Regions from separate parts of the Mus musculus genome. Here regions 1, 2, 3, 4, 5 and 6 are each linked to region 7. Evidence: chromatin contacts called from public HiCAR-type, HiChIP or PLAC-seq and promoter capture Hi-C data. All regions are on one chromosome and are shown on one strand. Each heading gives the region's core, a stretch centred on a gene start, on an enhancer-like site or on the middle of the called end of the contact. The rest is flanking DNA. Distances are from core to core; before and after follow the strand shown.

Region 1 (2,700 bases), core at 150-2,649, 1.2 Mb after region 7:
ATTCCGCAAGCCTGTGTGTGCACTCCTTCCTTCATAGCTCAGTAAATGTTTGTTTGAGCAAGAGGCAGCTCCAGGCACAGTTTTGGAAGAACAGCCAGCTGAGATAATCATCACTTCACCCTCTTAGCCCCTGAGAACTCTATTAGAAAATAATTCCCAGAAAAATGCAACTTATAAGGACCATGAAAATAGAAACTGTGTTGGTGTCGCCTTTAAAACCATACAAGTTAAATCAGAGCTTGCTTATAAAAGTGCAGAAACATGTGTTCCAAATTACCTGATTTTGACTTCAGGATGACTTGAATGGTGTGTCCATCGTTGGTGACTTCACAGTCCCGGCACACCACATAATTTGGAGACAGGCGGACATCCAGCAGTGAGGGGTCATACCTGGCTTCTCTGGAGTTTAGGTTGATAGGTGACTGGTACTCCCCATTAGCATCAGGAAACACTAAGCCCCACTCAACACCTGAAGACAAAATGAGACTAGGTTGGATTTTTTTAAGGTTAATGACAGTAAAATATAACACAAAAATCTCATAATCCTTAACATTATAGCTGTGACTATCATCTGTATGTAGATGAAATATAAGAAATGTGTGTGGGTTTTTACATTCATTACGTGAGTGATCTGTTGTTAAATATCACACACAAAATCCTCTACTGTCTGTGCATACAGACGCTTTGATGTAGGGATCTAAGAAACTTATGCCATCTTGAAGTGACTAGAAAAAAGATACCTCAGAAATTTCTTCTGCTCATCAGTTCAATTATGTGCAGTACTGGGAAATTTCCTCAAAGCCCCACATGCTCAGAGACAACAGAAAACCTGTAACGCTAATGAGCGCCACTTGTTTAAAATGCAAATACAGTGTCCCATACATATTAGTTCTTTTGCTCTTTTCTCCGTGTATACAGGAAACATGGGCGGGCACTAATGACTATTCGAAGCCCTGGATCTGCGAAGACAGATTTAGAAAACTCTTTTTAAAGTCCCCAAGATCCAGCCTGCAATTCGGGACGGTTTTTCTGAAGTGCGTTTGGTTATACTTCCCAAGACTAGAAAGCAACTCGGTTGCACGTCTGCTCCAGGCTGGGAGATGTGGCTGCCTGGGTGCAGCAGGTGCGAACAGCACTCAGGCAGCCACGGAGGGGCAAGTGGGGGACCGCGTGGGGCGTAGCAGCCGCGACAGCGGCCCCACGAGCCTACCTTCCTCGTAACCCCACTCCACGCCCTCCTCCTCCTCCTCTTCCTCGTCTTCCTCCTTCTCGGGGAAGGCGACTGCATCCTCAATGAAGCTCAGGTCAGCCATGGGCAGCTCTGCGACACGGGTGCGGGAGCGGCAGGCGCGGGGCTGGGGACCGCACTGAGCGTGGCAGTCCCCGCGAGCGCGAGAGGCAGCGGTCCGGCGCAGGCTTGCGCGTTTTAAGGTCGGTGGGGGCGTGTCTGACTCGAGGACACGCCCCCCGCCCTACACTCCCACCTACACCCCCTCTCACCCCACAATCGGGACAGGCAAGCCTGCGAAAATCAAACTGGGGCTGCAGCAACACGGGAAGCCTGCTGCACCCAAGTCCTAATACCCTTTCAAAAGCCTGGAGACTCCAAAATCCGCCCTGTCTCCCGTGCTCCCCTTGCTCCAAACAATTTTCCCAATGGAGTTGCCTTGCTTTGGGAACGGGATTGAGACCGGGAACCCAACAAGACTCCCTGGTCGAATGGTTTATTGGCCATCGTTTACCGGTCAATTTTGTTGGGGTTTGGTTTTGTGAGACTGGGTCTCAAGGAGACCAGGTTGGCTTCAAACTCCTCCCAGTGGAGAAGCGGATGACCTTGAACTGCACAGGGCTCGCTCCACTTTGCAAACACTGGGCTTGCAAGAATGCACCACCACCATGGGGCCAAGCGTGGTGGTGGCAGCTTATCTGAGCGAGTTTTACTTTTTAATCCGTCCTTAAAACACAGGGAAAATGAATATGGATTTTATTTTTCCCAAAATAAGTCCAACAAACATTTCACGAAAAATAATTTAGCAACTAGACATAGGTATAGTTTGAGAAATTTTTACTAAATATATTTCAAAGACAATGAAATGGGGTGTTTGGTTCCACTTTCTAAGTCTGGGGTGCTGCTGCAGGCTCACCTTGCTGTGGACACCGCTCCCAAGCGCCTCGTGAAGTCGCGCAAATAATGAAATGCACACACATTACGAAACAAACAGGAACTTTCCCCGATCCAAAGAGGTCAAGTCGTTACCCCTGAAGCGTGTGTCCCAACCTCAGGCTAATGCTTCATCCTGGTGTTCCAGCCCTGTTCAGTAACCCCTAAGCTCCTTTCCTCCACGATAGCAGATATATTTGCATAGTAAGTTAGTACTCAGGCCTGCAGTATGCTTTGCCTTTTACATAGCCCATGCACACTCCACAGTGTCTGTGAGATTAATGGATGCATCGAGTTCCTCAAACAGGGCGGGGGTGATTGATTAGCTGGGAAATTTTAAGGTGCCGGGTTGCTATCCTTTACTGCCTGTTGGGGCCTTAACTTAAAAAATAAATATCGTATCACGTCTTCAGGAAGTGGATGGAGGCTAAGGAGAAAAACATCAGTTGACCTACTCCTCCACTGTCTGAAGAAAAACAAAAAACAAAAACAAACAAACAAACAAAAAACCTCCTGGACAGCTGCAGCACCCACATGGC
Region 2 (2,868 bases), core at 97-2,596, 1.0 Mb after region 7:
AATGTAAGAATACATAGTGAGAAAGCTAGGCTGAATCGACCAATGAAGGTGGAGAATCTAGCATGAAGCATTGGTAAAGGGTGTGTGTACAGTCAGAGCATGCCTGGTGTGCCTGCCCCACCCCACCCCACCCCTCATCCCGAGACAGAAGCAGAGTTTGAATAAGACTGAGAGGAGGCACAATTCACTTCAATATAAAGGACTGTTCAGCAACTGTTCTCAAAACATTTATGAAGACTTCCTTAAGAAACAAGCATCTACCTTTCAGGCTTAGGACATTTCTATTTAACTGGAGCATCAAGAAGACTCAAGAGAGCATTCAGCATCAGAGTTCTTACATGACTTGGCTTCTAAGTTTCCGATCCTGAGGTAACACCAATATGGAACATAATGTCTCACTCAGGACACACATACATGAAAACTTTCACTTCTTCCCATGTGCACTCCTAAGGCCTAGGTCTTAGTCATATGGACTATTCTTTGTAAAAATAGCTTAAATGATTCTCAGTGCAGCACAGTGAATCATAAGATCTAAAATGGAGATTACATAGAGAGCAATATCCCAGGAGCAGAACCCAGAGAGCTTGTGAGCTGCTACTGAACTTCTGAATCTTCAACAAGAAGAGCAGGCTCCCAGGACTCTAGTAATTAATCAATCAATCCCTAAAGATTGATGACCTTGCTCATAGCACCCATTGTGGGATACATAAAACAATCACTGTGATTCTAACATCAGAATTTAACCACACATTAAGACTGAACATGTAGCCTAAACGGTGTCAAATCTAAGCTGTTGTCATGATGCTGTCGCAAATATGTCTAAAAACCTACATTCTCTTACAAAACAGATTTGCGAGGTGCTGGGAATGCTGCTATCATTTATAGCTGCCTTCAGAATGGACACTTACTTATAAATGAATGGGTGTGTAATAACACAACAGCACCATCATCAATCTCTCCACTGCATAGCAGTCTGCAATACATCTGATGAGAAATGTGTTTACTCTTTCGGGATTAAAAATAGAAAAACACAATAGAACAAGTTCATTGGCAGGATCAGGTGGCTACTTAGTCTATAATAGAATCAGGAAATGAAAGTTCCCTGTGGTGTGGTAAAAACTCAGCGAGAACCTGATTTTAGCCAACACAAGCAAGTGATGTGGGTGAGTTTCCTCCGTTGCTAGCACTAAGAAAAATTAACTGTCCCTCCTTTTAATCAGCTAAATATTTATTCAAATCCTCAGCTTGTTATTTCTTCATTAGCAAGGTTTCTCCTGCTGCTCTGCAGAATGTGTGAGGAACTTCACAAATGTCAGAAGCACTCAAGTTGAATCAAGTAGGGGATGTGATAAAGGGTTTATAATCAAGAGGAAGTACAACAGTGGCACATTTCAAGCTGGGAGATAATAGATCAATACAGAGGGCTCTTTCCCATGGAAAAACACTGCTAGCTACTCTCACTTCATGACGTTTTACTCATCAAATCTCAAACACAATGCGTGTCTGTGTTCACCATCATTGTAAATGATGATTTGTATTCTAATCCTCAGAAAAGAGGAAAGAGGGGGAAATTTTTAAGGAGAAACTCCTTTGTGAACAAAGGAGAGCCAAATAAATTAATCAAAGTGTTCTTGGGAAAGAACTAGTGCTCTAGGAACTCCTGGATGGCATAGGAGAAAGTGTCCTGACAATGACAAGTCAGCTGACGCTGTGCTTGAGGCAAAGACAGACATAGCAGCTTTCCATATCTAAAAAGAGGTTTCCAGAAGCTTCTGTTTGCTGTGGCTTTAGGAATGTCAAACTGGCCTGTCTGCCTGTGCCTTTTATAAAGAAGAATGTGTGTTCTCTTAAAACAACAGATGTTTTACTTTTCATGTTGTGGTTCAATACCTATCACGGTTAGTAAATGATCTCCAATCCCTGATCCTGACATCAAATTTTATCCCATTAGCTTTTTCATGTAGTTCTATGTTGTCTTTAACACCAGAGGTCAATGAGAAATCATGCCCTCATCAATTATTTCTGAAATGTTCCTTTCTGTCACTACAGGCATATATTACAATCTAACTGCTTCTGGTTCTCCTTTTTTAATTGATAAGCATGGAATAAGCCCATCAAGTCTACTATTTCTCCATAAAATATGATATAACACTTGTAAATGGTTACAAAATCACAGAGAAGAAAATGTTACAGTGCGTAAGGATAGAAATGAACCTACAGGAAGTTTATGATGGCAATGCACATCTGTCTCGATTAAGAAATTCTAACCATACTTTTCTCATTGTAAATATAAGTGGACATTCCATTTTAGGAAGGAGCCATTAGAATAATCAACAATCTTACCAAGCTGTGAGCTTTGAGAACTATAATAGTAAATGGCCTGGTAAGATATGCTAATTTGTGCAGTAGTGGTACAAATGTTTCAGGAATAACTAACCACTTTCTGATTTGATTGAAGCATATCCCATAAAAAAATGGAATCCATTCATAAAAAGGGGAACTGCATGCCTCACACCACTAATGGGGCCAAGAATGCATAGTTTAGCCATAGACCTTAGAAAAACCTGTTACTATTGTTTTGATAATTTGACCTACTAATAAACTGCTTCTTAAGTAGTTCCTTTACAGCAATAGACCACTGCATCTCTCAACCATCATCAGAAACGTTCTTTTATGTAGCAGATGGCAATTAACAAAGACATACACAATTGGTCAGAATTCAGACAGGAAAAGGTTATGAGATTATGTAGTGCTCAGTTCTAAAACAGACATCTATACCATAGCCCTCCTCCAAAGACTTCAGAACCATTGTACAAGAGGGAGTAGAAAGAGTGTAAAAACCAAAGGTAGCGGGTGACTGCAGCAAAA
Region 3 (2,897 bases), core at 9-2,508, 1.4 Mb after region 7:
CCAGGACCTGGGAAGCTGGGCTCTATTCCTTCTGGGCATTTGCCAAACCACACTAATTCATACAGTCAAACTAGAGGGTGACAATTCATGCATTATCTCTTCAAAGGCATTTGTATTGCTTATGACTGGACATCTAGTTGGCAAGATGCCACTACCCCTGGTCTATTAGTAGTCAGAGAGCAGATATCCATGGTAAATATCTCAGTAGTTAGTTGAATGCTTTGTTGACAGAAGAATAGGATTCACCACCTGGAAGGCTAGAAATCAGAGACTAATTTGAAAAAAAAAAAAAAGAGAGAGTGGGGTGGGGTGACCACAAGGTGTGTAACTCTGTTCCAGTTCAAATGTGGGTTTCAAAGTCAAGCTTAAAGTTAAAAAAATCAATCTCCAGGGAGCCACTTACTAAATTTGAAATTTGTGCCATGGGATAAGTTTCAAATTTCTCTAAACCCCAACTTGTTGATTTGTAAACAGGAATAATATACCAGTAGTGACAAGATTAGGATTTGGGAAAATGCCGCCCAGATTGCAGCACAAGGCATGGAATACCTTGCCCCATACACAGGAGTTCTCATCATTTCACTTCATAAGTTGAGACTGATTAGCTCTGCAGTCATAACATCTTTAACTAGAAGGGACGCTCGGGATCTCCCAGCCAACTACGACTCTTTAGCATCCAGCCAAGCAGAGGTAACTGTGTAGGGCCCAGGACTTCTTCCAAGATACTCAGTGTTGGACAGAAAGCTTCCATTAGGACCATTGCCAATGAAAGTGAGGATGGAAAACAGGCCATGTGTATCAAAATATGAACTAATTTTTTTCTTGCATGATTGGATTTCTGAGTGCTGGTTGTCCTCCTGGAAACTCCCTTTGAAGGTGACACCTTCTTAAAGACACTTTGAAAACAAGCTCCCTCCAAAATCTCTTACAGAGCACAGCTGTTAAAATCCAGTAGCCAGGTAGATATGAGCAATTTCTTTCCAACGTAACTAATAAATGAGAAGCTGCTCTCAAAGCCTCAGCTAGCATCACTTAAGCCTGGGAAGTGCACGGTGACACTCAGCTGGTGCCTGGCACTGGTGGAGATATCACTGAAGTACTGAAGGCCATGCCAGGAGTCACAACTGTGCCACCTGCATTCTGGCTGGGAATCACAAGCCTGCCAGAAAAAGTCAAACAAGCCTGGTTTGTCCTTTTCCTGATCCTGGGGGCTAGAGGACACTGTTAACTATCTGCTCCACCTCCCATCTGCAGCTCAACCTTGCTCACAGAGTCACTGTCCTCCCTAAGACCCACATGGTTCCCCTTGCCAAGTGGTGCCAATCAAGAGCACCTGCCTTCCCAACTCGATTATTAAGGACTTTAATGGAGTCTGTTTTCCCAGGGTGCTTCCATATCCTTGAGAGGACATTGACGCCCCATGGAAGGAAACAAACATTGTCATCACTGACCTTGGAGTCAAGAGAGATACCTTTTCAGGTTTATGGACTAATAAATGGTGCCATCTAACCTCCATGTTATGCTTCCATCAAGAACATACAAAATAAACACATGAAAACAGACAGCTTTCTAGTGAGCATTTCTAATCAAAGTTGCTTTCTCTGAAGGCAGTGACCTCTGTGTAGCTGGTTCCAATAAGGAGCTACTCTCTGGTCTCTGTATGGATAGACAGCACTGACCTCAGAACCTCCGTTCATTGCACAGTCCTCCTTGGACCAACAAGCCTCTCATTGTAAGGCATGCTGGGTTCCAGTGGATGTCAAAAGCCCCATTCTATCCTGGGTGGCTCATTCACATAAAGGAGACCCACACACGCTCTGCTGCAGACAGGGACAGACCTAGCTCTGCAGATGTCCCTGCCACTTCCCTGTCACTTTCACCCATCACAAAAACTTGGATCTCTTTCCAGAGACTTGCACAAAGCTCGATTCAGACTCTGCCTGTAACTGGTGCACACTTGGCCTGCAGATGGACAGAGATGGAGAAGAAGGAGTCCCAGTGTTTCTCGACACTTGCCTGGGAAAGCTTGGGAATTCCTGGCTTCTTTACCAGCTTCAGCTCTGGCTTGGGGGGAAAAAAGCAGCAAGCCAGAAAGTTGCCAATGGTTTCATTCAGTCCGTGAGACTGGGTTATTGCAAGTCTGTGTGTAAGAGACAACCAATACACAAAAGTCAGGAAATCCAGGAAAGCCATTCCCACACCCACTGAGGCATCCCACACATAGGTGACCCTTGTCCCTGCCTGGGCTCTGGGCTCTGAGCTGTGTCCTTGGCAGAGTCTTGGTGGAAGCAATGCTGGGGTATGTCAGTTAGGAACTGGGCTAAAGGAAAAAAAATGACCTCTGTATTCATTACGCTACAATATAACTCTTACTAATCAGTTATTTTAAATTTGGTCATAGGCACTGAGAAGTACACAAATGGTTAGTGAAGTGCTTGATAAAATATTTACAACACAGATAAACCTCTGTAATCAATATTTTGTCATGGACCTCGGCAATGCCAGCACTCAGAAGCCGTGAGCATACTCTCCCCCATCCCTATTATAATAACAAAGGCTGGCCATAGAAATTGGCAAGGGAATATAATGAAGCCAACATAAGAAGAGATATGATAACACATAAAATGTCTCCTGGAGGTGTATGTCATGGCATTTATGTGTCATTTCATCACTGGAGAGGCCGGGGCAGGGACTGCAAGGGTGAGGTCAGCTTGGGCTCCATAAAGCAACCCCATCTCTAATAAGGAAAGAGGGTTGGGGAAAGAAGAAGAGGAGGAGGGGGAGGAAGAGGAAGAGGAATAAGGAAGGAAGGAAAGAACAGAGAGAAGACAAAAAGGGGAGCAGGAAGGACAGAGATGGGCAACGAAGAAAGGAAAGAAGGGAGAGAGGAAAAGAAA
Region 4 (2,700 bases), core at 118-2,617, 1.2 Mb after region 7:
TTACAAAGAAGTAAACTCCTATAAGTGATATGTCATACAAGTCCCACACTCTGGTAGTTTTCTTTCTTCCATTTTCTCATATTTTGTTACTCTCTTTTGTTGCTTCTAGTCTTATAATAAAATGATTCTATAGTTTAACTGGAAATTTTAAAGATCTGAGAACAGCTAGACAGACTGGAAAGAGATCTCCTGTGCACTGATGCCACAAGCTCTACTGTTGGTGCTTATGACTAGACAGAAAAACAGAACAGTAAGTGCCACACCTACTCCAGTAGTGACTTCGAGTGACAGGCCCAAACGCTTGGACACAGTCCTGAGGAGGAACTGTGGCATCCTATAAAATTAACGTTCCAAATCTGTCCTTGCTTTAGTCAGCGAATGGATCTGTGTGCTTTTCTTCAATATTGTTTTATTATAAGTGCCTCAACGGATTGATTTTGACATATAGCTAAGTTAGATTAGCCTCCACCAGTGTTCCAATGTCCTAGGAAGTCCTTGAGCCAATCCTGGGCTTGGAATTCAGTAAGAATGTTACCTATTCAGTAACATTCAGAATTGCCTCTAGTACTGTGAGAGACATAGTGAAAGAAATCAAGCATTACAATTCACTAGAATATGGGCCGGGCATGGTGGCGCATGCCTTTAATCCCAGAACTTGGGAGGCAGAGGCAGGTGAATTTCTGAGTTTGAGGCCAGCCTGGTCTACAAAGTGAGTTCCAGGACAGCCAGGGCTACACAGAGAAACCCTGTCTCGTAAAACCACAAGAAAAAACAAAAAAAACAAAAACAAACAAACAAACAAAAAACCAATTCACTAGAATAGAGCTAGTAATCTCAGGGCTAGTCTACATAATACTTAGAACAATAGATAGCTGAGTCATTCCCATACACAGGAATTTACAATGGCCTAGGGGGAAGGTGGACTATACAATAGACTAGAATTGGAACTATGGCAAGGGCATGAAGCCCTTGCCTCTGACTTCTAAGATTTAGCTGACCTTAGGTGGGGCTGCTTTTGATCCCAGTTGTTAACACTGATTTTATCCCAGTTGGTTCCTGTTAGCTTTTGTGTTCACGTTCCTCTGTTTTGTTGTAAAAGTAGTTTTGCATCAGATAACTTCATTGTTCCTTGGATGGCCTTAATGTATCATTTAACTTCTTTGTTTTCTGTAATATATAAGACTGATGTTCGCTTTGACAAATTACATTCAGATACCACACTCCCTTGTGTCCATATCTGTTTGTCACCCTTTCCGACAACTCCTGCCCACCTGTACCGGGACCCTGATTTCTCCCGCTGATTGAGGGGGGCCGACTGAGGCCACTCTGCAGCAAGTAAGTGGGGGGAGGAGCCAAGGATCACAGGACTGAAATGTGAGCATCATCTGTGTGCACACTGGCAACAATGAGAACCTCCTAAGGACTCTGTACTGGTAAAAGTGAAGAGAAACAACAGCTGAACATGTGACCAGTTGGGTCATGAATTGACACAACTCTTGGGGACAGTGAGTTTTCTGAGTTAAAATAGAACTCTGGTAGTTCATTAACAAAATTAGTCACTAAGCCACAGTATAGTTGATTATAAGAGAACACTGGCAGTTACCCAGGTGAAAATACATTTTAGAACATGCTTAAAAGTTACACTGGAGAAGGAGGGAGGGGTTAGTAGCACTCGCCACTCTCCCAAGCATGCAGATTCACTTCCAAGTATCCGCAGAGCAGTTCACAAACATTCCTGACTCCAGTTCTAAGGGAATCCAATGATGCACGTGATACACTCACATACATACAGCTAACACACTCACACACATAAAATTAAATGAATAAACCTTTAAAAATTAAAAAAAAAAAAACCCTACACTTAATAAACACTTCATGTATGACATATAGTGATTCAATGAGAAAAAGACACATCAAACCAGCAGGTAAGTAACATACACAGAATGATTCCATATGGAATATTACATGCATACACAGATCACATGTACACATGTTAATATCCCTTCCATACTTATACTGCAGAACAACTAGTGGAAACATTTAGGTTCTGTTTTCTCATTGTCACCTCCCCACCACCTCTGAGACACTCTGCTACAGCTTTCTTAAAGTGAGGGAAACATTGAGATTGAGAGACTGTCACACTCTACCACATAGGTTTCCTTCTGAATCATTTTAAAAGCTAAATTGAGTGTTCCATAACTTCAGTGCAGAATGCGGTGGCGATTATTAGTAAGGATTATCCTACAGAGTGGATAATCTACATAAATGCTCTCTCAGGATGGCTTCAGGCACATAGGTATGACATATAGTGATTTAATGAGAAAAAGACATATCAAACCAGCAGACAAGTAACATACACAGGATGATTCCATATGGAACATTACATGTCACGGTCACAGCAAGCACATGCTACCTCACATACATGGCCTCTGGCCATGCCAGGATACCTGGAGCTGGTGATGATGGCTATTACTGGCAGTACAGTTCCAGAGATGTGTGCCATCAAATGCTGTGGTTTCTTGAATTTTTAACCATGTATGCCTATCAATTGTACTTGGAGTCATGGAAACAAAGGCAAAGAAATATCTCAGTGGTTAGTTTGCCATAGCATAGACTAGAGAGGGAAAGGAGATAATCCAAGGGAGGGAGGCAGACTAGATGACAAATCCTCATTCTATAAAATATTCAGAGTGGGCATAT
Region 5 (2,920 bases), core at 22-2,521, 1.1 Mb after region 7:
AATATAATCTTTCATATCCCTGGTATAATGACCAAATAATTCCTAGTTTCCATTTAAGCTGAGAAGATATCCAAGGATTCCTAACTGTGCTGGTATCTCCTCACCTACCTACAAGTGGCCCTAAAGCCCAGAGCTTTGGTTACCAAGGTTACCAGCATCTTCTGATTTATATTATCATTTACTTAGCCCTACAGATTTATCTAACCCTTCTGTAAGTTACAGAATTTCTAGTATGTGATTCCAAGAAACCATTATGCTTTTAATCCCTCACATTGTCATGACTTGAAGCCATGTATTGTTTGTGGACATGGGGGTCATCTTGTACATGTAGACTAAGACTCTGACTGAACTGTGGCAGCATCTTATATAATTTATGCTACACAGAACATAAATAATAAATTCTCATTGAGTTCATGATTTTGATTTCAAATTGAAATGTTTAAAAAGTATAAATTATACATCACAAACATTATTAATATTTGAGATTTAGTTATCATCACAAAGTATGACTTATGGCATAGTCTAATTTACAGACCAGAAAATTTAGGCTTAATGAAGCTGAATAAATTTCCCAAGGTCAGACATCTGGCAAACAGTAGATTTAGACTCAAACAGATAGTTCTTTGATTCTAGAGTCCACATTACCATATAAATTATTAAAATGAACTAAATATGGAGGAACTGAATAAATGAATAATTAAGATATAAATCAAAGACACTTTTTCAAACTCTCTAGTTACAATTCCCATAGACTATGTGCTTTTCTTCTATATACTTAACTGAGCAAAAGAGTTTCCAGTAAATTTCAGACTCAAGGAACATATGTTTTCTGTATTAAGAGTTCATACTGTTAATCCCACACATGTGAGAAGAAAGACCACTGACCCAAATCTCGATCTAAAAATTAATTAAAGCAAAAAATCAATTAATTAAAGAAAGCTTGTTTTATTTGTATATACAGGCTGACTCTCCCTAAAGGTGGGGTTCTAGAGACCAGCATTGGACATAGGTAAGATAAGGGATTTTATAGTCCCAAAGTAGGGGGTTTCCAAAGGGGGTTGGACAAATAGCAGGTGTTACAGAAACAGAACATAAGCATAAGAGGTTGATCATAACCATCTCCTGAGGCAAAGACATTATAGCAAAGAAGTCATAACAATGTTTTAAATCAAAGACACAGTAGGTGTTTCCTGAACAGGCATTACAGAACCATTTGTAGTTAAGGTTAAGGTAGTCCAATCCTTGAGAAACAGATTTAATCATAAACAGGTGTGGGAACTAAAAGGGGTAGGGGAAGGAGGGGGGAGAGAGTATAGCCCACATCCGGCCAGAGTCCCTCCTATCCTCTGGGCAGGCAGATGTGGGAGGGCTGCCAGACACTTTCCACTCGGCCCCGGGTGGGCATCTAAGTCACTGACCCCACTCGACAGGGAGTGGACAAGGGGCAGCCCCTGACTATAGACCCCAGAGCAACACCCTGTAGCCTGTAGCCTGTAGAGGGTGGAGGGAGGGAGGCAAGAGTCCTTAGTCCAGGCCTTGACTGGAGCACAGGATGGCCTTCCATCAGGAGATTAGAAACGGCTCATTAGAGGAAAGCCTATCCCATCATCTAAGCTCAGCGGGCCTTGATGAACAGAGACATCCTATGGTTTTAGAGCTTTATTGTAGAAAGGCAGGGAGAATGGAGAGAAGGTGGAAAGAGAGAGAGAGAGACAGGCCATGGGCAAGAGGAGAGAAGGAGGAAAAGGAGAGAGAGAAGAAAGGCTAGAGTAAGAGGGAGAGAGGGAGAGGAGAGAGAGAGAGAGAAGAGGAGAGGAGAGGAGAGGAGAGGAGAGGAGAGGAGAGGAGAGGAGAGGAGAGGAGAGGAGAGGAGAGGAGAGGAGAGGAGAGGAGAGGAGAAGAGAGGAGAGGGGAAAGGAAAGTAAGTGTAAGAGAAGAAAGAGAGCGAGGTAGGGCCAAGCAACCCCTCTTTTGGTATGCAGTTATCTTTACTGCTGCTAGGTAACTGGGGAGGAGTTTAGCCTGAAGGTCAGAAGCTTAGGACAGTGCCTACAAGACTACTAGCCATGCTTCTCTTGTGGGGGCTGAGGGGGTGGTAATTTTGACAGGAGCCAGGGTTCCAGGAGACATGAGAGAACTCCTTCTGTCCCATATAGGTGAATTATTACCACCGAGTCCCAGGGTTCAACATCTAGCCTCAACTGGAAACCAGGTTGTCTGTGCATAGCTCAATGCCCAACAAACAGGAATGAATCCAGTTTGTTTTTATTTTAAGATGGCTTTCATCCTAAGATGGAGGCAACCCGGTTTATCAGTACAAAGATCTGGAGTATTAGAGAAGTGTTGAAAACAGTTGAGTTAAGTCAGCAAAGTGTTTGCTTTGCAACCATGGGGATCTCAAATTGATCCCTAGAACAATGCTTTAAAGGCAAAACAAACAAATGAAAAAAACAGCTTTAATTCCAGTGCGGCGGGTGGGTAGCTCCCTGAGGATCACAGTTTATCCTATACTGCAAACTCTAAGACAATGAGATACCCTGTCATAAAAACCCAGGAAAATGATGCTTGAGTGACAGTACTCATGGTTGTCTGTGGCCTACACACAAAGCAAAAATTTAGATAATGTTTCCATTTGCAATATGATATTAATATTAAAAATACTGAAGATAAAAGGCTTACTCAAATATGCTAAGAATGGATTCAGACTTACAAAACGAATAGGAATATTATTTGAGGTTCTAAAGTTCCCTATTATTTAAATTTATTGGTGAGAATTTCACTGTTACTAAAACAACATCATAGCATTCTTATTGTTGTGATAAAACACTCTGACCAAAAGCAACTTGGGGAGCAGAGGGCTTATTTCAGTCCTAGAGCACAGATAATCACCCAGAGGAACCAGGTCAAGAGCTCAAATGGG
Region 6 (2,700 bases), core at 55-2,554, 1.5 Mb after region 7:
AAAGACCAGTGAACCCCATTTTTTTCAGTTGCTTTTCACATCAAGTTCCTGAGCCTTTAGCAAACCACCTCCCTAGTAATGAAGAAAAACCTAGTGAGGTCCTGCTTGTCAGTTGTGCAAATGAAGTAGCAACCAACTTCAGTCATCCTAGCATGGTACCATCAACTATAATCACAGAATGGTTGATTCCCAAGGGAAGGGATGACAGTCAGCAGGAGGCTGGCCACGAAAGCCACAAAAGCCCACTCATTCCTCCTCCAGCAACAGAAGAGAGATGGAAGCATTAAATCAGCTTCCTTACACAACTCTTAAATTTCCTGAACAGATCCACGAACATCATTCTGCTATATTCTCTCTGTTTCTCTGTCTCTCTCACTTTGTGTGTGTGTTTCTCCTTCTATTGTGGTTTCCAGAGAATGAACTCAAGACAGGCTTGCATGGCAAGTGCTTTTATCTGTACATTTTGGGGACACACTTTTTTTTAGATAGGGTCTCATGCTTGACCCCTCAGTGTTGTAAAGAATGACCCAGAATTCCTGATCCTCCTGCCTCTATCTCCCAAGTGCTGAGATTATAAATGCATGGCTTACTTGTAGTAACCTTTGTCCTTTTGATAGTCACTTTCTTGTAAGTGGGCTCTCTAGAAAACTGTTTCAGATAGTAAACTAACTCTGTCCTCCACCTTCTTTAAAATCTGGGCTTTTAAAGAACTGGGTTTGCCTCTAGTTGGCAGCACTGGCAATATATACAGAATATATTCAAAGGCAAAAGTACCTTCAAACTGCATGCACACACATATGTTTTTTACTAATTCCATCATGTCATACCAGGTATTTCCTTTCATGTTGCTTCTGTATTTATTTCAGTTTTTCGTACAATACATACACAAAACATGATTAAGCCATATATTGTACACATTACACCTATACACAACATTGCACTTAGAATCCTGGTCTGATAAACAGCATGCAAATGTATATTTACTTCAATATTTATACAGTTGGGTTTTTTTTTACATCTTTTTAAGAGCGACATAACAGCATTATAGGGACATACCACGATTACACACACACACACACACACACACACACACACACACACACACACACACACACAGAGAGAGAGAGAGGGCGGCGACTGAACCTAGCAGGCTCCGTTTCCTCGCGACTCCCCGAGCCCCGGCCTGGTAGGCGGGGCTCCGGGGTAGGCGGGACTCCGACCGGAGGGCGCGGCCGCGGCTCCTCCCCTCTCCTCCGGCGGCGCAGGCGGCGGCAGCACTTCCGGGTCGGCGCGGAGGCGGGGCGGAGGCGCCGCGGCTGTTATTGTTCCGAAGGGCTGGGCCGCTGTGCTCCGCGCTCGGCGCTGTCAGTTCGTCCCGCTGCCCCTCGGCCTTTGCTGCTGGCTCTGACGGCGACCGACGGCGGGCGGGGCCCGGGTTCGCGGCCGAGCGGCGCCGGTGAGGGCGCGGAGGAGGCGCACAGCGGGAGGAGGAGCCGTGAGCCTGGCACGGAGCGGCCGCGGCCATGGCGTACGCCTATCTCTTCAAGTACATCATCATCGGCGACACAGGTGAGGCCGGCGGCGGGCCGGGGGCGACCGGGGCGGGCAGGCGGGGCAAACGGCGGCGGCGGCGCCGAGCGGCGCGGGTCGGGGGCGCAGCGCCTCCCTTCCTCCCATCCTCCCTCGGTCCCCTGGCCGCCGCTCCATTTCCGCAGTGCTGGCGCTGGTGACGTGGGCGCTGCGAGCGGCCGCGGCCTGCCTGGGCCTTCCTTCCCTGCTCCGCCCGGGCCCGCTGCAGCCAGGCCCGCGGCAGCCGTTTGCCACTTCCCGGAGAGTGTGACAGCAGCACGGCCGTCCCCGGGGGGCCCCCGCCTCGACTGTCTCCGCGGCCCGGGGAGAGAGAGGGAAGTCGAACGAATTGGAGCGTGACGGGCCCCGGTCCAGATTTTTCTCCCTGGTCCCACCTCCCCGACCTGCACGCTTCCGTCTAGGCCCTGGCAAGGCGCACCCTGAAGTGGGACAGCCTTTTGGGGAGGAAAAAAAAAAATTAAAAAAGGAAAAGAAAAAAACCTAAATTTTTTTGGAAATATCCTCAATCTCCAAGTCCGAATAAGTGAGATCACATGACTCGATGGCAGGGCAATTCTTCTCGGGATCATTAAAGCACCATTGAGCTCTGGCGACTTTTGCCACGTGTATGCTGGCATTATTTGACTTGATAGTAATGCAAGGCAGGTCAGTGGGCTGGGTGTGAGCATACTGTGGGTATGCTGACTTACTACTGATTTTTTTTTCTTTTTTTTCGGTTTTGTCAAGTCCAGGATCACAACTGTTAATTTTCAGGTGACCTCGTGTACATTTGTAGCAAAAAAAAAAAGGAAAAAAAAGTTCCCACTTAAAAATAGCATCCTCATAAGTTTCTGAAGCAAATAAGCAAGCTGTTCATGAAATACTTTGAATACCTGCGATTTGGGCCATATTTCGAATCTAATAATAAACGTAAAGCTTATTTAGGTGTTAAAACTATTAATACACTAGAGTCTGATTTCAGTGGTGAGTGTTGCACAACCTGGACCCCTTACACAACTTTGTAAATGTAGAAGCATCTTGAGGTTGCCCTATGATGTAGCAGGTTCTATAAGTAACTCTGGAAGTATGTTGATTGCTACCTAACACAAACTTCCTGCAGTTAATACAGTT
Region 7 (2,700 bases), core at 29-2,528:
ACCTTTCCGCTGTCCTGTGTGGCCCAAGTCAGCAGACTATGATGTAGCCCAGCCAGGGACCCTGCTTCAGCCAGGCAAAGAGCGTCGGAGCTTTACACTTGAATGCAAAGCGCTAGCTTGGCTTCCTGTAAACTTGCTATTTCCACACCCCACACCCCCCAAACGAGATCTGTTCCCCCAAATCATAATGCGACTAGCCCACAGCGTCCTGGTCTCGAGGGCCAGCGTCCGAACTCCAGTTCGGCGGCCGGAACAGAAAACAAAAGAGTTACAGAATAATTTTCACGGTGTGGGAACGCCGGATCCTCCGGGGTCCCTGCACCCCGACTCCTAGCTGCTCCTCTGGCAAGTGATCCGGAGCAAGGAAGCGATGCCACGAGCCCCCGCTGTCCAAGAAAGGGAGGGAGAAGAAGGAACTAGAATATAAACTGAATTCTCCTACTCTGCCTCAGTTCCCAGACCCCAGACACACCCCCAAAGTATTCCGTGGGTTTTCTCTCTCGATCTCTCGCTTTTTTTTTTTTTTTTTTAAATGTCTCCCGGCAAACCTAAGCAGGGATCCTTAGTGGCGAACAGCAGGAAGGAAAGAATCCGAGCAAATCGTGTCACTTTCCGCACAATCGCGTTGTTTGGCAAACCCCCGGAGCTGCTCCACAATATTTACTACCCGAGCGCACGCAGCGCCGCCGCGGGCTGCGACCGAGCGCGCCCGGGACGGGCCTCTGCGAGCCGGCCCAGTCCGCCCAGCGGGCCCCATCGCGGTCCAGCCACCGCTGCCCCCCTCCCGGGATCGAGCCGCCAGAATCGGTGCAGACAAAAGCAGAGTGTTCACCTTGTTGCAATAGTAGGGGTCCAGGCAGGGAGAAGGTCCCAGACAAGGAGCGGCGGGCGCAGCAGCGGGCTGGGCTGGAGGAGGATAAAATCTTACGTCCATTTCACTCTCACATCAAGCAACTCCTTTTCTTTTCCTTTTTGAAAAAAAAAAAAAAAAAAAAAGTGCTCAGAAAAAAAAAAAAAAGCTCAGACGGAACAGAGAGGCGTCTGGGCTCAGGAGTAAAAGAAACACCTTCCTTCCCTCACATCCGTTTGTGGTTTGTTTAAGAAGAGGAAGAAAAGAGAGAGAGAAAAGAGAGAGAGAGGAAAAAAAAAACAGAGGGTGGAAAAGCGCTCAACTCTCCCCCCCAAGCCGTGGCGCGCACCCGTCCACACCGAGCGCGCAGCCTGCCTGGTCCGCTCGGCCCCGGCGCTGTCGGCCCGCCGCCGCCGGGCAGGTAACTTCACGCGCTCATTGTCCCCCCCGCCCGCCGCCCCATCCCCGCCTCCCGCGCCCTTCGCCGCCCGGCACTCGCGCTCGGGCTCGGGGTACTGGGCGTTTTATTGGAGACTCTGCCTTGCTTTGCTTTTAGTTTTTCTCCACGTTAGAGGCCTGGGATGGGGGAGTGATGGAGTGTGTGTGGTGTTGCAGGGGAGATCAAGATCGGAGGACACTAGTGCCCCGGACCGGCGGGGTGCCGACAGAGGCTGGACGCGGCCCAGAGGGTACAGTTGGGGACCGAGAACCAGGCGAGGGACAAACGCAGAAGAAGGGAATGCGGCTCGATCAGTAGTGGCGGGACCCCGGGCAGCGTCAGTGCCCCAGTCAGCACCCCCGGGTGGGTGCCATGGAGGTGGATACAATCACACAAAGGGGCTGGAGAGACTGAGCAAAGGCTGACTGGGGCACCGTGGGGCTCGCACAGCAAGGGGGCGCTGTGGCGCACCCCCGCCCAGCACCCGCAGCCCCACCCCCGCCCCACCCCATTCTTTGAGCCCCCCACCACTTACTCCTGCCCGCTAGCTGCACTGCCAACCTCTGCCCCGCGCGGGAGGTAGAGGAGAGGCTGTCTTGTGGCGCTGCTCGGGAGCCTGCAGGGAGCGCAACCTCTGCCCCATTCTAGTGTGCAGCTGACCAAGGGACCCCAGTTGATCTCTGTGCGAGGAGCGGTGCTCCTGGAGTTAGTGCTCAGAGAGCCTCGGCATTCGGCTTTGGTTCTCAGTGGGAGGGTTTGCAGAGGCTGAGCCTGCCCTTGCGGGACTAGCAAAAAAGACTCCAGGGGTGCTTAGAAGGGTAAATAAGGAAACAGTTATCAGCACACCATGCGCTACAGGGAACACATCTGGGCTAGTTACTTGCCTCTTGGAATTATACTTTCACTGTTGGATTCCCAGTAGCACTCTTGGAGCTCCACTGCCCACCCCAACCTTCACGAATCAGCTGTCTGCTTCCCTGGGCTCTCTTTGTTGGTAGGATAAAGATATCATCCATATTTTGCTTTACTTCGTCAACCCCAAAAACTTGCAATATTGTGTCCCCTGGCATCTGGGAGAGTTTTGGGACCCTGATGACTGTCCAGCGGACATCTTACGTTCTCCCTGAGAAAGACTTTAGAGAGAAGTTAATATAGGGGTGGGCAATGTTTACCTTTCAAGGGTGAATTCCTGATTGCTTCACACCTTAGGGGCCTAAGACCCTGTAAAAAAGTGGAAAATTCATGTCCACAGGTATCTGTTTCTGGCGTCAAAGAATATATGGAAACAGTCTTGTTACCTCCCATCCCCCACCCCAAACCGTTTTTAGTACATGGTGGGTAATAGCCAGCTACTCTCTAGCTCTCTGCAGCCTTTTCCAGGTTTCTCTTCCCTTATAATAGGAGCACCAGT

What was found. Promoter capture Hi-C pulls out the DNA fragments that hold promoters and counts their contacts. HiCAR-type assays count read pairs that join an accessible place to other places. HiChIP or PLAC-seq counts read pairs in DNA pulled down with a chosen protein or histone mark.
Region 1: a HiCAR-type map of astrocytes shows a contact between it and region 7, with 4 times the contacts expected there. The contact joins the promoter of Car8 here to the promoter of Tox in region 7. A contact is called at or near these places in 4 of 39 promoter capture datasets (cranial neural crest, frontonasal cranial neural crest, hippocampal neurons and 1 more) and 2 of 115 datasets of contacts at active chromatin or transcription factors (astrocytes and embryonic forebrain).
Region 2: a contact with region 7 is called in an H3K27ac HiChIP or PLAC-seq map of acute myeloid leukemia, with 9 times the contacts expected there. The contact joins the enhancer-like site here to the promoter of Tox in region 7. A contact is called at or near these places in 11 of 39 promoter capture datasets (the 3T3-L1 cell line, the C10 cell line, the HPC-7 cell line and 8 more), 3 of 484 Hi-C or Micro-C datasets (CD4 T cells, the MC3T3-E1 cell line and embryonic fibroblasts), 10 of 115 datasets of contacts at active chromatin or transcription factors (DN3 thymocytes, the SCID.adh cell line, T-cell acute lymphoblastic leukemia and 7 more) and 3 of 9 other capture datasets (adipose tissue, embryonic stem cells and liver).
Region 3: an H3K27ac HiChIP or PLAC-seq map of oligodendrocyte precursor cells shows a contact between it and region 7, with 16 times the contacts expected there. The contact joins the enhancer-like site here to the promoter of Tox in region 7. A contact is called at or near these places in 12 of 39 promoter capture datasets (the 3T3-L1 cell line, cranial neural crest, embryonic stem cells and 8 more), 4 of 484 Hi-C or Micro-C datasets (the N1E-115 cell line, cerebral cortex, embryonic fibroblasts and 1 more) and 10 of 115 datasets of contacts at active chromatin or transcription factors (T-cell acute lymphoblastic leukemia, astrocytes, embryonic forebrain and 7 more).
Region 4: a contact with region 7 is called in an H3K27ac HiChIP or PLAC-seq map of embryonic stem cells, with 7 times the contacts expected there. The contact joins the enhancer-like site here to the promoter of Tox in region 7. A contact is called at or near these places in 3 of 39 promoter capture datasets (hippocampal neurons, liver and pre-B cells), 2 of 484 Hi-C or Micro-C datasets (both in embryonic stem cells) and 2 of 115 datasets of contacts at active chromatin or transcription factors (both in embryonic stem cells).
Region 5: a contact with region 7 is called in a promoter capture Hi-C map of maxillary cranial neural crest, with 9 times the contacts expected there. The contact joins the enhancer-like site here to the promoter of Tox in region 7. A contact is called at or near these places in 11 of 39 promoter capture datasets (the 3T3-L1 cell line, the C10 cell line, cranial neural crest and 7 more), 1 of 15 datasets of contacts at CTCF or cohesin (pro-B cells), 4 of 484 Hi-C or Micro-C datasets (the N1E-115 cell line, cerebral cortex, forebrain and 1 more) and 12 of 115 datasets of contacts at active chromatin or transcription factors (DN3 thymocytes, the SCID.adh cell line, acute myeloid leukemia and 9 more).
Region 6: a contact with region 7 is called in an H3K4me3 HiChIP or PLAC-seq map of embryonic stem cells, with 4 times the contacts expected there. The contact joins the promoter of Rab2a here to the promoter of Tox in region 7. A contact is called at or near these places in 1 of 39 promoter capture datasets (maxillary cranial neural crest) and 3 of 115 datasets of contacts at active chromatin or transcription factors (acute myeloid leukemia, astrocytes and embryonic stem cells).

The regions. Positions count from the first base shown.
Region 1 is chr4:8,237,642-8,240,341 of GRCm38.p6, forward strand. It overlaps Car8 (carbonic anhydrase 8), which reads right to left and starts at 1,400. Exons shown (of 9, transcript NM_007592.3): 1 at 1,211-1,400; 2 at 278-469. The coding sequence starts at 1,313.
Region 2 is chr4:7,992,030-7,994,897 of GRCm38.p6, forward strand. No RefSeq gene overlaps it. Among named protein-coding and RNA genes, the nearest start is that of Gm23860, 170 kb to the left of the region's middle. Within about 2 kb of position 1,347, at least 14 of the 459 cell types and tissues checked have an H3K27ac peak or open chromatin away from gene starts, as enhancers often do.
Region 3 is chr4:8,373,088-8,375,984 of GRCm38.p6, forward strand. Gm42252 (a long non-coding RNA gene) reads right to left here. Exons shown (of 3, transcript XR_881096.1): 3 at 1,847-2,140. Among named protein-coding and RNA genes, the nearest start is that of Gm42252, 45 kb to the right of the region's middle. Within about 2 kb of position 1,259, at least 32 of the 459 cell types and tissues checked have an H3K27ac peak or open chromatin away from gene starts, as enhancers often do. A contact at or near this core is called in neural stem cells, oligodendrocyte precursor cells and stem cell-derived neural progenitor cells, where this site is marked.
Region 4 is chr4:8,153,569-8,156,268 of GRCm38.p6, forward strand. All of the region lies in intron 8 of Car8 (carbonic anhydrase 8), which reads right to left. Among named protein-coding and RNA genes, the nearest start is that of Car8, 84 kb to the right of the region's middle. Within about 2 kb of position 1,368, at least 13 of the 459 cell types and tissues checked have an H3K27ac peak or open chromatin away from gene starts, as enhancers often do. A contact at or near this core is called in embryonic stem cells, where this site is marked.
Region 5 is chr4:8,071,935-8,074,854 of GRCm38.p6, forward strand. No RefSeq gene overlaps it. Among named protein-coding and RNA genes, the nearest start is that of Car8, 170 kb to the right of the region's middle. Within about 2 kb of position 1,272, at least 6 of the 459 cell types and tissues checked have an H3K27ac peak or open chromatin away from gene starts, as enhancers often do.
Region 6 is chr4:8,534,340-8,537,039 of GRCm38.p6, forward strand. It overlaps Rab2a (RAB2A, member RAS oncogene family), which reads left to right and starts at 1,305. Exons shown (of 8, transcript NM_021518.3): 1 at 1,305-1,569. The coding sequence starts at 1,524.
Region 7 is chr4:6,989,558-6,992,257 of GRCm38.p6, forward strand. It overlaps Tox (thymocyte selection-associated high mobility group box), which reads right to left and starts at 1,279. Exons shown (of 9, transcript NM_145711.5): 1 at 833-1,279. The coding sequence starts at 934.